Regions from separate parts of the Ovis aries genome. Here region 1 is linked to region 2. A link is a contact called in public Hi-C data. All regions are on one chromosome and are shown on one strand. Each heading gives the region's core, a stretch centred on a gene start, on an enhancer-like site or on the middle of the called end of the contact. The rest is flanking DNA. Distances are from core to core; before and after follow the strand shown.

Region 1 (6,330 bases), core at 2,486-4,985, 170 kb before region 2:
CATTCAGAAAATGAAGATCATGGCATCCGGTCCCATCACTTCATGGGAAATAGATGGAAACAGTGGAAACAGTGTCAGACTTTATTTTGGGGGGCTCCAAAATCACTGCAGATGGTGACTGCAGCCATGAAATTAAAAGACGCTTACTCCTTGGAAGAAAAGTTATGATCAACCTAGATAGCATATTGAAAAGCAGAGACATTACTTTGCCAACAAAGGTCCATCTAGTCAAGGCTATGGTTTTCCAGTGGTCATGTATGGATGTGAAAGTTGGACTGTGAAGGAAGCTGAGCATCGAAGAATTGATGCTTTTGAACTGTGGTGTTGGAGAAGACTCTTGAGATCCCCTTGGACTGCAAGGAGATCCAACCAGTCCATTCTGAAGATCAGCCCTGGGATTTCTTTGGAAGGAATGATGCTGAAGCATGTGAAGAGTTGACTCATTGGAAAAGACTCTGATGCTGGGAGGGATTGGGGGCAGGAGGAGAAGGGGACGACAGAGGATGAGATGGCTGGATGGCATCACTGACTCGATGGACGTCAGTCTGAGTGAACTCTGGGAGATGGTGATGGACAGGGAGGCCTGGCGTGCTGCGATTCATGGGGTCGCAGAGTCGGACACGACTGAGCAAATGTACTGAACTGAACTGAACTGACGGCAAATAACCAGGAGCAAAGCAGCTCCAGGCCAGCGCACAGGCCTTCAGACTGCCCGCTGCTGCTCCGTGGCAGCTCCAGCCCCAAGGGTCACAGATGACTACAACAAACCATGCGCGTGCGCGCTCAGCTGTGTCTGACTCCATGAGACCCCATGGACTGTATCCCGCTGGGCTCCTCTAGTGGAATTCTCCAGGCAACAATACTGGAGTGATTTGCCATTTCCTTCTCCAGGGGATCTTGACAGATTCTTTACCACTGAGCCACCTGGGAAGCCCACAACAAACCATGAGACCTCTGCAAATTCCAGCCTTACTTTCATCTTTAAACATGACCTGCCATAGGAAGATCCCACTGGGAAAGATCCATACTCGGCTCCAACTAGGCCCGCAGAGAAAAGCCAAGAAATTGGGCATTTAACCGGTACATCCAAACTCTCCCGTTGAGCATCTGGACACTTCAGGCTAAAATTTTCTGGGACGTTTCTGGAATGGAATACCCAAAGGACTAGTTGCATCACCACTTGAATTTCTAAGTCATTATGAAGTCTCAACCGACTCTAACGTGGCAGCTGCATGTTACAGCGTTGAGCTTGTAGGGTCCATCCGGGGAATACTCAGTGTAGCAGAGAGAAAAGACCCTGGTATGGGGTTTAACCAGCCCCAACTTTATCAGGGAGCCCAGAAACACACTGGTGATTATCTTAACAGAGGATTTCCATGGAGAGCTCAAGGCAACTTGCATGACGTTGAGATCTTCATAAATTTGAAGAAATGCACACATTGTTATCCTTCTAAGTACTAATATGGTGTCAAGCTTTGGCAAAATAACTTCACACCCGTCTGGGAGAAAGCAGTCTCTCTCTGGAGTTTCAATTCCTGCTTTAGTCAAAACAGGAGTAAGAAAGAATTATGTCTATTCCTTTTTAAAGCCCGGTGCCCTGATCTCTGGCTGTGTTATCCCTGGTGTGTGGGGGTGAAATTGAGAGAATGGGAGGGGAAAACCCAGGGGGTTATTCTAATAGCACAGACTTTATTACAAAGTGTCTTTGCTGGCTATCACTGACCAGCTTGGAATCCAGGGTTAGCAGTTCAAAACCCTTGTCTCAGACTTCCCTGGGGGCTCAGTGTTAAAGAATCTGTCTACCAAAGCAGGAGACTCGGGTTTGAGCCCCGCTCCAGGAGGATCCCACATGCAGTGGAGCAACTAAACTGGTGCACCATGACTGCTGAGCCTGTGCTCTAGAGAGCAGCCCCTGCTCTGCACAACTAGGGAAAAACCCGAACAGCAGCAAAGATTCAGCAGAGCAACCCCATCTCACCAAAAAAAAAAAAAAAAATCCTCACTCATAGTGTCTCTTAACCATGTGCATTGAAATTAAGAACAGAGTGCCCTGGAACAGCAGTTCTCAAACATTTAGGCACCAGGGACCAGTTTTGTGGAAGACAATTTTTCCAAGGACTAGGGGGATGGTTCAGGTGGCAATGTGAGTGATGGGGAGCAGTGGGGAGTGGGGGAGGGGCAGCAGGGGAAGCTTTTCTTGCTCACCTGCCTCTCACCTCCTGCTGTGCAGCCCCGGGGGAGGCGGGGTGGCGCAGGGGAGGCGGCAGAGGGGAAGGGGGTTGGCGATCCTATCCTGGAGGATGTCTACAGAGCAGAGCAAAAGAAATAAAGTTATTAATGGGGAAAGGAGATGTTTACTTTGGAACTTCAAAATGAACATTTGATTAGTGAGCTGGTAAAACCAGTGGGCTGGGGCTTCCCAGGTGGCTCAGTGGTAAAGAATCGGCCTGCCAATGCAAGAGATGTGGGTTCAGTCCCTGGGTTGGGAAGATCCCCTGGAGGAGGGAATGGCAACCCACTCCAGTATTCTTACCTGGGAAATCCCATAGACAGGGGAACCTGATGGGCCACAGTTCATGGGGTCGCAAAGAGTAGGACAGAACAACAACAAAACCAATGGGCAGGAAAAATAGAGAAATATGCGTGCCCCAAATGGCTGGCCCACGTGCAAGATTAGCCTGATTTCAGCACTTCCAAGTAGGCGTGTCTTCTTCCTAAGCTACAGAATGAACTGTCCAGTATTCTTTGTCAGTTCTTGTTCTGGAGGACCATCCCCTCTGCCCTCCCTATATTTTGTGAAGTTCTCTTAATGCTCTCAAAGTGCGGTTGCCACAGTGCCGGGCTGAGTTTTACCTACAGGTGTGAATTAGCCTACTAATTTGAATTGTACTTGAAAAAGGCAATACAGGGATCGTTGATGGGTGAAAACAAAAAGTGAACAGTGTTAAGGCAGCCACTGCTTCGACCCCAAGTACAGAATTTCGCTTTTCTTTGTTTTCCTTTAGCTTCCTGAGTTCAGTGTGTATGTATGTGTGTAAGAGATAAACATAATTTTATCCCTTTATTGAAAAGATGTCCACTTAGGAGGAAGAAAACCACATACTTTTGGTTTTATTAAAATGGTCTTTTAGTCACAAAATTAAAATGCTTTCTTCTTTGCAGGCTTTAAAATACCAGTAAGTTGCTAGACCCTCTTAGGGGTCAGATTCTCATCCAAATAGTTCCTTTTATTATTTTTTCCTTTTATAGTTTCACTTATGCTGTGATCATCTTTACCAGGGGCTGAGTTCTGCTGATCTGATGCCCAGCATCTGAAATGATGGGCTCCATATCCCGTCTGCACAGCAGCCTGATGCCAGGGTTGAATTACTATTGAATAAGCAGCAGTGAAATCTTTATCAAAATAATCAGGGGTTCCCAAAACCACAAATAACAACAACCGGACTCAAGTTGTACTAAATCAGCAAAGATCATTGATATAATAAGATTCTGAGTCACTTTTTTTCTGCAGTCTCTCTCTCTCTCTTTCTCTTGCAAAGTCTCCTTGGCTATTTTCTTGCACCGCTTGGGGGAGGGCAGGTGGAGGGAAGGAAGGGCATTGCTCAGAAAGTTAAAAAAAAAAAAAATTGACATCACTGAAGTCACATGATTGGCAAGAACCAATTAAGATGGGCTGTGGAAAGGGGAACAGTTAAATTTGTAATTTGGGTTGTGTGAAAACTTCTTTGGGCCTCATAAACAACCACAGAACCACAAGTTGGGTAGCCTGGCAGTGTCAGAAGTCTGAGCCCAGCATAGTGGTCAGCAGGCAAGACGGATCACTCTGACTGGAAACCACAGGGCTTCGCAGAGTTCTGAACATCATCAACCCACAGCCAAGACGCCGCTTTTTTTTTTTTTTAATCTTTAGCAATTTGAATATCTGTCTTTGCAAAGGTACATTTCTTTTTTTTTTTCCTTAGGGCTCAGGGAACCCCAGAGGTGTCGAGGGGAGAAAAAAAAAAAACAAAAACAAAAAGGACCTGTAGGGAACCATGGTTGGAGGTGAGGTTAAAACGGTGACCTTTCTTGGTTTCTCGCTCTTAAGGTAAAAGAACTCATTGAATCCCCCGCCTTCAGAAGAGGGTGCCTTTTCAGGAGGAAGCGATGGCTTCAGACAGCATGTTTGAGTCATTTCCTTCATATCCACAGTGCTTCATGAGAGGTGAGTACACTCTGAGATTTTAATATCTACTTTTGCTCGGCTCTGTAGATAATAAAGTGGCTGCCTGTTGTAACTGGGTGCAGAGAGCCCCTGCCGCTCTCCCGTCTGTTTGGGGGGAGGAATTCAAACACCTCTTCGGGTGTAAGATTTCAAGGCTATTGGATTACTTATTCATCAGATGGCCGCTTTTGAGAAATGTTTTCATAAATACTTAGTTAAGCTGTCGAGGGGTTCCGTCGGTGGGTGAGAACTTTGTCCGGGGCAAGTCAGTTGGGCTGTTCCTGATTAAAATCCTAGAGATCATAAAGTTTGCAGGAAGCTCTCTGGGTTTTCTCTGGTTGCCCCCCGGCCTGAGATGGCTGTGGCTGAGTTGCCCCGCGCTGGGCAGGCAGTGTGGCCCACATGCCAGCCTGCCCTGGGCTTTAGCGGACTCCAGCATCACCGGCCAAGAAGGCTGGTGCCAGCGTGGGGCGGAGGCAGAGGTCGGCTCACCGCCCAGGCGGGGACACAGCAGGGACAAAGTAGCAAGTCAGTTGTCTCCGAAAGACGGATAGTAGAGGAGCCGGGCAGACTGGTCTAGGTTGAAAGCTGGGGCCTTGCTGGGTTATTCCTTGCAGCCTCAATGCAAAAGAGGCTGCCGGCATCTTCTGAGAGAGAGTGAAAGCGAAGCATACACAAATCTCTCCCGCCAAGAGCAACGAAGAAGTTGCCTAAGTCAAGCGTCTGAAGTGGCAGCTGAAGTCATTGAGATTGCATGCTTCCTAATAGAAGCAGCTAGTTCGGGGTACCTGCCTGCATGTTGGCAACCAGCCTCTTGAAACGCGCTGAGCTGTGGTTGAGCTCTGAATGTGTGAGTATGTGTGTGGTGTGAATGGGCGTCTGGAGTTATCTTTGCTGGGAAAAAAGAGGGCCGCGCCTAAACAAACACAAAGAAGAACGCAGAAATGTCACCAAGACATTGCCGTGTGCGTCCCGGCGAGCCCTTTGACCAGCGTCTGCACAGCCTGTGGCTTAATGGTTTGGCAGAGCTGGGATGGAGTGGGATGGATGGGACGTGGGGGGGTGGGGATCATTCATTTTCTAGCTACAAATGCTCGCGCGCACCCAAATAGTGTCTGTGACTCATTATTTATTCATCGAGCCAAGTGAGCTGAAGAATGCAGAGGGCTGCCAGCCACTTTGTCACAACAAACGCTATTGTGGATGCCACAGAGCCTCTGTGTTTCCGGGTCCCTGAAATTTAAACACTTGACAAAGATGTGTGTGTGTGTGTGTGTGTGTGTGTGTGTGTGTGTGTGTGTGTTGTAGGGAGAGCAGGATTTCAGGAGAAGGGGAAGAAAGCAAGTCATTAACCGATTCAAAGCTTCAAATTAAAGGGTTTTCAAGTGCTTCTTTACTGGCAGCTGAGGACATTTTAGTGAAGTTGAGTCATGCGCTGGTATGAGTCACACATCCTCACGGTGCTGAGCTTCTGCGGCAGAAACGCTGGCCGCTGGGGGTGAGAAGCTGTGAAGGGCCTTCTCGCTGCATTTCCTCTGGGCCTCTGACAAGCAAAGGAAGCAATATTTGTAGAATAACAGAAAGGAAAAAAAAAATCTTCCTGCCTCTACTCTGCTTTCAATACTCTCTCCAAACGATGATTGTTTCCTATTCTATCAACTCAGGAAGGCAGATTCAGGAAATTTTTCAACATCCCACTGGGTAATAGATGGGATTTCGGTGTGCAGGGCTGGCCTGCCTTCCTGTCCTTACTGGTGAGACAGCAGAGCTAAGTGAGGGGGGACCTGGTGACCTGCTCAGACGCCGGCAAAGACAAGGAGCTCAGCCCCTAACCCAGCCCCACAGTCCCTGTGTCCCCAGGATGCACACCGACCGGACCTGCCCCCCAGGTTTAGGAGCTGGTGGCAGCATAGATTTCAAGAGGAACTCTGTGCGGGGGACGCTAGCACCCCAACCAAGGCTCAGAAAGGCTCATGGGAAAAAGTCTTTTCTTTCCTTCCGGTCATTAAAAGGAACTCAGGGATGATTACAATCACACACTCAAGAATATAATATGGAGACTGAATTTCAGAGAATCAGAGTGAAATCTAGGCCATTTTTCACAGCTCAGTTTATCAAGGTGATTC
Region 2 (6,592 bases), core at 3,562-6,061:
TTGGTTTACAATGTTGTGTTAGTTTCAGGTATACAACAGAGTGATTCAGTTACACATTCAAATATATCCATTCTTTTTCAGATTCCTTTCCCGTATAGGTTATTACAGAATATTGACTAGAGTTCCATATGCTATACAGTAGGTTCCTATTGATTATCTATTTTGTATCTTATAGTGTGTATGTGTTAATCCCAAACTCCTAATTTATACCCCCTCACCTTTCCCCTTTGGGTTTGGTTTTCACTTTGAATTGTGATCCATCCCTACATTATCCAAATGTATTTTTAACATTCATGAAATAAATCACATTTGCATCCCATATAGAGCTTAAAAGAGGTGATTCTATGAATGATAAAGACCTCAGTATTAGCTAGCAATGGGAGGCATTGGTAGAAGGTACCTAAAAACCATACGCATATGTAACAGTTCATTTTTTTATATGATGATTTACTATTTTAAGTTATTTTTGACCCAAAGCTGGACAATATGCTATAAAAATCTCCAGTGCTAAAGAGTGTGAGAGGCAACAAGCTCCCAAAAAAATGAGAGAGGGGATTTAGTTTTCACACTGGCATTGGTTCCAACTACAATTAATCAACTTCAGTAAATTTGGTGTTTGCTGTCAATATATTCACACAATTATTTTTATTTTCCTATTTTCTACTCTTTCAGAATGTGTTCACGGAATGAATCCATCTAGAGACGTTCACGGTATGTTAGATTCCAAATTATATTCTTTACATGCATATTCACATGTGCATATATATGACATTTTATACATGTATCTCTATTAACCCAAATAATCAAGACTTTTTTTTTTGCTGATTCAAAAATATTTAAAAGCTGTTTTCCGTATTGTAAATGTCAAACATATAAAACATTCCAATGAAACCTTAAATGATACCCTCGTTTCTACAGCGTTTACCACAGGTGCGTTGTGCTGTTATTAAATGACTCTATACAACTCACTCTCTCTAAAAAAAAAAGCTTGGCTTCTATGTGTTATAACTTTATTACTTTTGCTATAGCAGTGCTAATGTAAAATTTTTATGAGCAAAATGCTTACTAAGCATCCTTAACTTTTAAAAAGATTAATTTAAATTCTTTCTCAGTTTGTTACTTGTGAATTGTAAACTGATTTACAAAGTTAGTGAAATAGTCATATATCAACCACAGGATCCCATGGAAACATTCACACAGAGGAAGAATGTAGTGAAAAAACAAAGGAACCTGGTCCCCCAAAGTAATTATATTTCAAAAGTGAAATCATCTCAAATCCACAGGGAGAAAGGGATGTTTAATTATTTAAATTCCAATGTTGAAAACCGGACCATGTGTATTATACATACATTTACATGTATGTTAGTCTCCATTAAAATTGTTCTCATTCCCTGTGCCATTAGTACCAACTAATGTGGTCCACCTCTAGCAAAATACATTCTCTGCTTTTTATTTTCATTAAAATGGTCACTGAAAACAGAAATAATTCTTTTAGAAATGTTGCATTTTTAGGAATGTAATTTTAGAAATATATTACAGAGGGGATTTTAAGAGAATGGTTGAGATTCTTATTTTTGAGAGCGTTTTGAAAGAGTAAAAAATGTGTAATATTTAAATGTTTTCTGAGACCCCCATCATTATATATTTACTTAAAGTTGTAGAAAAAAAATGTCAATAAGCTGTTTTCCAGTGAAATTGTTTTATTTTCCCCTTCCAGCTAAGTAAATACTGATTTTTCAATTCACTGTGAGAACTCACATTTCATTCAATCAACTAGGAGCCTTTTGGAAATTTCCCCCATGCAGCAAATTTGGAAGAAACTGTCACACAGCATCCATCCGCCCAACATATTGCTTCGTTGTAATTTTTGCACTGTGTTTTGACAAAAGCAAATATTAGTATTATTCCAGGGGAACACTACGAGTGTATACAGAAATGTTTCCTTTCCTTTTCTCTTAGAGAAGCAAGGGAAGGGAAATTCTATATAGCCCCTTAAATGAGCGCTCCTGGTGGAAAAAGAGTACATCCAACTCCATACGCTATATGTACAAAGCCCCTTAGATCAAGGGGTTCGCGATACCCTCTTAGTTGAGTCCCAGGCTGCCAGCTTTCCATTCATTTTAGTTCCTCGATAAGGAGGGGCGGTGTGTTTTATTGCTGGGTTTCAAGCGTGCACCCCGTTAGCGCAGTTACAGCCTGCGCAAGGTCCTGAGAACCCCAAATGCCCGGCGGCCCCACTCAAATAAAATCAGCAGCAGCTTTCCCTGCTGCTACTGTCCTTGTTGGAGTTCGAACTCGGGCTTTACTGGTTGAGATTCTGAGCTAAACAGCGTCTGAACCGGGTGCATCTATCGCTAATCCTCTTCTCTTACTAAGGAAACCTGATCCCCACCTGGAAGACCGCGTTGCGTGGGGCGCCCGCGGCCCTTCGCACGGTTGAGGGTTTCAGGCAAACGGTCGCAGCCCCAATGGAGCTTTCTCTGAGCTTTCCGAGCAGGCGGCTTATCCCCCACCCCCCGACCGCTACATCCTCCGAGATAGAGCCCATTTTTGCCTACACCACACTCGAGTCACCCCAGACCCGGTCCTAGGGGGTCTATGGGGATGCACTTGATCGGCTCCTGAGGAAATACACTCGAGCCCAAGCAGAAAGATTTCACTCAGCCCGAACTCGCCTCTAGAGCGGGCAGCGTCGAGCCCGGGCGCAGAAGAGAGACTGTGTGGCCCCGGGGCTCCGGCGCAGACGGGGTGTGTGTGGCGGGGCGGGGGGTTGGGGGTTGTCTGGGGATTGTCTGGGGACTGCTCGCTATTTGGGATCGCTCGGCCCGGGTGGAGAGAAGACTGTTGTGGGGGGGGGGGGGTGTCTTTACACCTGCAATGTTTGAAATGAGGCTTCTTCAAAAATCACTTTTAAAGAAAAATACAAGGGCGTTTTCTGAGACTCCCCTCAACCCTCAGACCCATTAAACAAAATACAGCTGAATACTGGAAGTTCCGGAATGTCCCAGGTTTCTCGGAGCGAGGGGACGGGCGCACCGGGCGAGATGCGGGGCAGGAAGCAGGGGGCCTGCCGCAGGGAGCCCGGGACGCCCCCAGCCCCTACTGCTTGGGACCAGCCGATGGTGGGGACGGCCAAGGGATTTCGGGAAAAAAAGACCCCGATACGCGCGGGTCGGGACAGCCCGGACCCCTGCGCGAAGGTTCCCCTGCTGCCCTCCCGGCCGTTGGGATAGCGGGGCGGGGGGCGGAACGGGGCCGCGCAGGCAGGATCCGGTCGCCGTTTCTCCTTTCGCTTCTTCCCCAGCTGAAGTTCCTACCGGAGACCCAAAGGCCGCCAGAAGGACGGAGCTACAGCCGCGCCGTCGGGGGCGTTCCCCGGCGCGCGGGCCGGCCGCCGGGCGCCTGCTGCCCCCTGGCGCCCGCGCCGAGCCGCCCGGCCTCTCAGGGCCTGGGGCGAGGGAAGCGGCCGCGGCGCCCGGAAAGGCCTCCGAGGCCTGGCCCGCCACGGCCCCCGCCTCTGGCAGGCCCCTTGGCGCTGGAGCCCTGGGGAAGCCGGAGCGGCGGCGCCGGCGGCAGCGGTCCGGCACCCCCAAATCGCGCATCGGCAGGGGGAACCAAGGCGGGGAGTGGGAAGGGAGGGTCCCTCACCCGGGGGCGGGGGCGGGCGAAGTCGACGTGGAGGGCTCCGTGCCAGGCGAGGGGGAGAGTGGATGAGCGCCCTCCCCCCGAGGGAGGGACCCAGTGGACTCCTCGCGGAGTGTAGCTGGGAGAGCCCCGCGGCCGGGCGGTGGCGTGGGGCGGGGGGAACCGGGGCCCCTCTAAGCTCCGCGAAAATGCCCGCGGCGCCGCTGGGACGGGAGCGGGGAGCATGTTCCCGCCCGCGCGCAGAGCCGGGGTGGCTTCAGCTCCCGGGGCGGCTGACGAGCGCGCGCGCGCGGGCGGGGAGTGGACCCAGGGGCCGTTTCCGGGGAGCTGGAGGTGGGTGCGGGGCGCAAACGACCTGGGCCCCGCGGGGGAACCCCGCCCGGAGGCTTTCCAGTTTCTTTCCAGTCGCTTGTTCTTGGGGCGGGGGGGGGGGGGGCGGCTTCTGAACTACGGAACTCCTTCGCTGGCCACTAAGCTCAACTCCACCTGAGCGAGGCGCGCCGCGTCAAGACGCAGCGTAAAACACCAAGAAAACAAACCCAGAAAGAAAACTCAACACAAAAAGCAGGTCGTGGAGACCGACCACCGTCTGGTCTCAGTAAAGGAATCAGCGCCACTTCGCCGCGGCTGCCAACCGGCGCCGAGCGGCTCCCCGGGCTGGGCCCTCGGCCCTTCCCGGCCCCCTCGCGGCGAGTCCCATCCATGCCGGGAAAGTGGAGGCCTTGGGGCCCCCCGGCCCCCAGGTCTCGGGAGCCTAGCGGCGGCCGCTTCATCTATCTCCATGGCTCGCGGATGCTTCTCTCCGACAGACTCTGATCCCGGACCATTTGCGGCTCAGCGCGCGGCCCCAGTCCCTCCAGGCCGACCGGCCTTCTGCTCCACCTCCTGGGTCTCCGAACCACGGCCGCCCCTGGCGCGGCCGCTCACGGCAGCCCCCCGGGGCGGGCGGGCTGACTGACTGCCGGCCGCGCAAGCCCACGAGTGTGCAAAGCCGCCGCCGTCCGCACCGGAATGGCGGTCTCGAGCGAATGTAGGAGCGTGTGGGTGCGGGTATGTGGATGCGGGGAGCGCGGCGTGGCCTCCGCACTGGCTGGCGGTGGACTCTCCACCCTGGCCGCGTACAGTAGCGCGCGGCGGCGGCGGGGGCGCGCGGGCCAATTCCAGGAGCCCGCGGCACCGAGCCGCGCCCTGCCTGATACCGGAAAGGCCTGTGATTGGCCGGCAGCCGCCCCTATGCAAACGAGCTGAGGGAATGGAATTCCTCGGGCCGGGCTTACAGTAAAAGCACGTTCATTTCCAGGCACTCTCATTCATAGAGCCAGCGGGCGCAGGCGGGACGAGCGCCCCGCGGCCGGACCCAGCCAGGGCACCACGCTGCCCGGCCCTGAGCCGGCAGGCATCTCTTGCTGGGGATACTGGGGACGCCAGAAGAAAGTCAGTCTTTGCTGTTTTTCATAGAACCGCGTTGGAACTTCGATTTTGAATTGTGTGTGGGGGAGGATTTTGTTGTTGTTTTTGCCTTTTCCTACTTTTGAATGAACTGGTTTCTTGGCTGGATGGTTCCATTTCTTTCCTGGGTGTGAACTTTTCTCCGGTTGTGTCCTTTGACAACAGCGGGAGAGAGTGCGCCGGGCTTCGTGGCGAGTGGTGAAGTGGCGCGTGTGCGTGGCAGAGTGTGCGTGCTTGTGTAACTCGAGCCGCCCCGTCTGTTGCGATCTGCGCTGCGGAGCCTTTCTCGCCAGGGCCCGCTCCACCTGCTGCGGTTCCGCGGTGTGTGGGTAAATTGGCGCGTCCGGGCAGTTCACCCGGCCGGCGCTGGGGCGACGTTGGAGGAAGCTCGTCTCGCTACTGCCCAAGTCGGGGCTGACTCACCGGAGTCGATGTAGACGGCGGCTGGCTCCCGAAGAGTGCGTGCCTGCGTGCGTCTGACTCCGCTGCAGCTCACCTCCCACCAAACCACAGGATCAGCCACAAACTTAACCAACATCCCCAAACCCGAGTTCTCAAATGTGGAGAGCTGAACCCTGAATATCATCGACTTGGATTTTTTTTTTTTAAGATCAGCTTTTTCTTTGATAAAGCTTGAATTTTCTGAACTGAGCATTTTGCCAGAATTTATTGAAAACATGACAAGTCCTTCTAGCCCAGCCCTTCAACTACTGAAGCTGATTCTCAAGGCTACTTAGAGAAGAAAAAAAAAAAACAAAAACGTGCAGCGAACATTAATGGGTTTCTGTTGTGTTTAATTTCTCTACAGATTGTATTGTAAATATTTTATGAAGTAGAGCATATGTATATGTTTATATATATGTGCACATACATTAGAAGCAGGACCTTTTGGAAGTCTCAGCTCTCGCTTTTGAGGACCGAAGCCAGTTTTGCATGAATAAAAAGTGGCGCCGTATTTGAAGACACTCGTATATTTTCTGTTGTTTGGACTTTAAACAAAACTCACCTGGGGGGAAAAAAAAGAAGAACTGACAGGCAATTAACTACTGGAACGTCCAAATCCTATATTTGCTGGTCCTTCTGCTCTCCGCATAAATAGTTTAGGAAGTGTATGGGAATTTTTGCCTCCGGGTACTTCTGTAACAGCCAAAGACTGAACCTTCAAACTCTCAAAGCAAAACTCAGAAGATAGGGTCCCTTGGCCCTTGACTTTGGATTCTGGTCGCCCACTTTTCAAAGCACTAAGCGGTCGGTGCCCGGGTCTGAGCTGAGGCCGATTGTCAGAACTAGAACTTTTTCAGCCTTCCTGGACTGTTCGTAACTTAGTCTCCCCCTCTCCCCCAGCCACCTTGCAGCAATAAAGGTCCCTGAACTTGTATGTTGGTCTCCCGGGAGCTGCTTGCTGAAGATCCGCGCCCCTGTCGCCGTTTGTTAGGAGCTGTTTGCAGGGTCCTAACTCAATCGGCTTGTTGTGATGCGTATCCCTGTAGATGCCAGC

What was found. Hi-C and Micro-C count contacts between places; a contact is called where the count stands out from the background.
Region 1: a Hi-C map of blood shows a contact between it and region 2, with 2.8 times the contacts expected there. The contact joins the promoter of RUNX1 here to the enhancer-like site in region 2. A contact is called at or near these places in 3 of 16 Hi-C or Micro-C datasets (blood and skin fibroblasts).

The regions. Positions count from the first base shown.
Region 1 is chr1:267,874,865-267,881,194 of ARS-UI_Ramb_v3.0, reverse strand. RUNX1 (RUNX family transcription factor 1) reads left to right here and starts at 3,735. Exons shown (of 8, transcript XM_042238225.2): 1 at 3,735-3,936; 2 at 4,088-4,204. The coding sequence starts at 4,147.
Region 2 is chr1:267,703,825-267,710,416 of ARS-UI_Ramb_v3.0, reverse strand. RUNX1 (RUNX family transcription factor 1) reads left to right here. Exons shown (of 8, transcript XM_042238225.2): 3 at 673-711; 4 at 6,585-6,592. Among named protein-coding and RNA genes, the nearest start is that of RUNX1, 170 kb to the left of the region's middle. Within about 2 kb of position 4,811, at least 38 of the 54 cell types and tissues checked have an H3K27ac peak or open chromatin away from gene starts, as enhancers often do.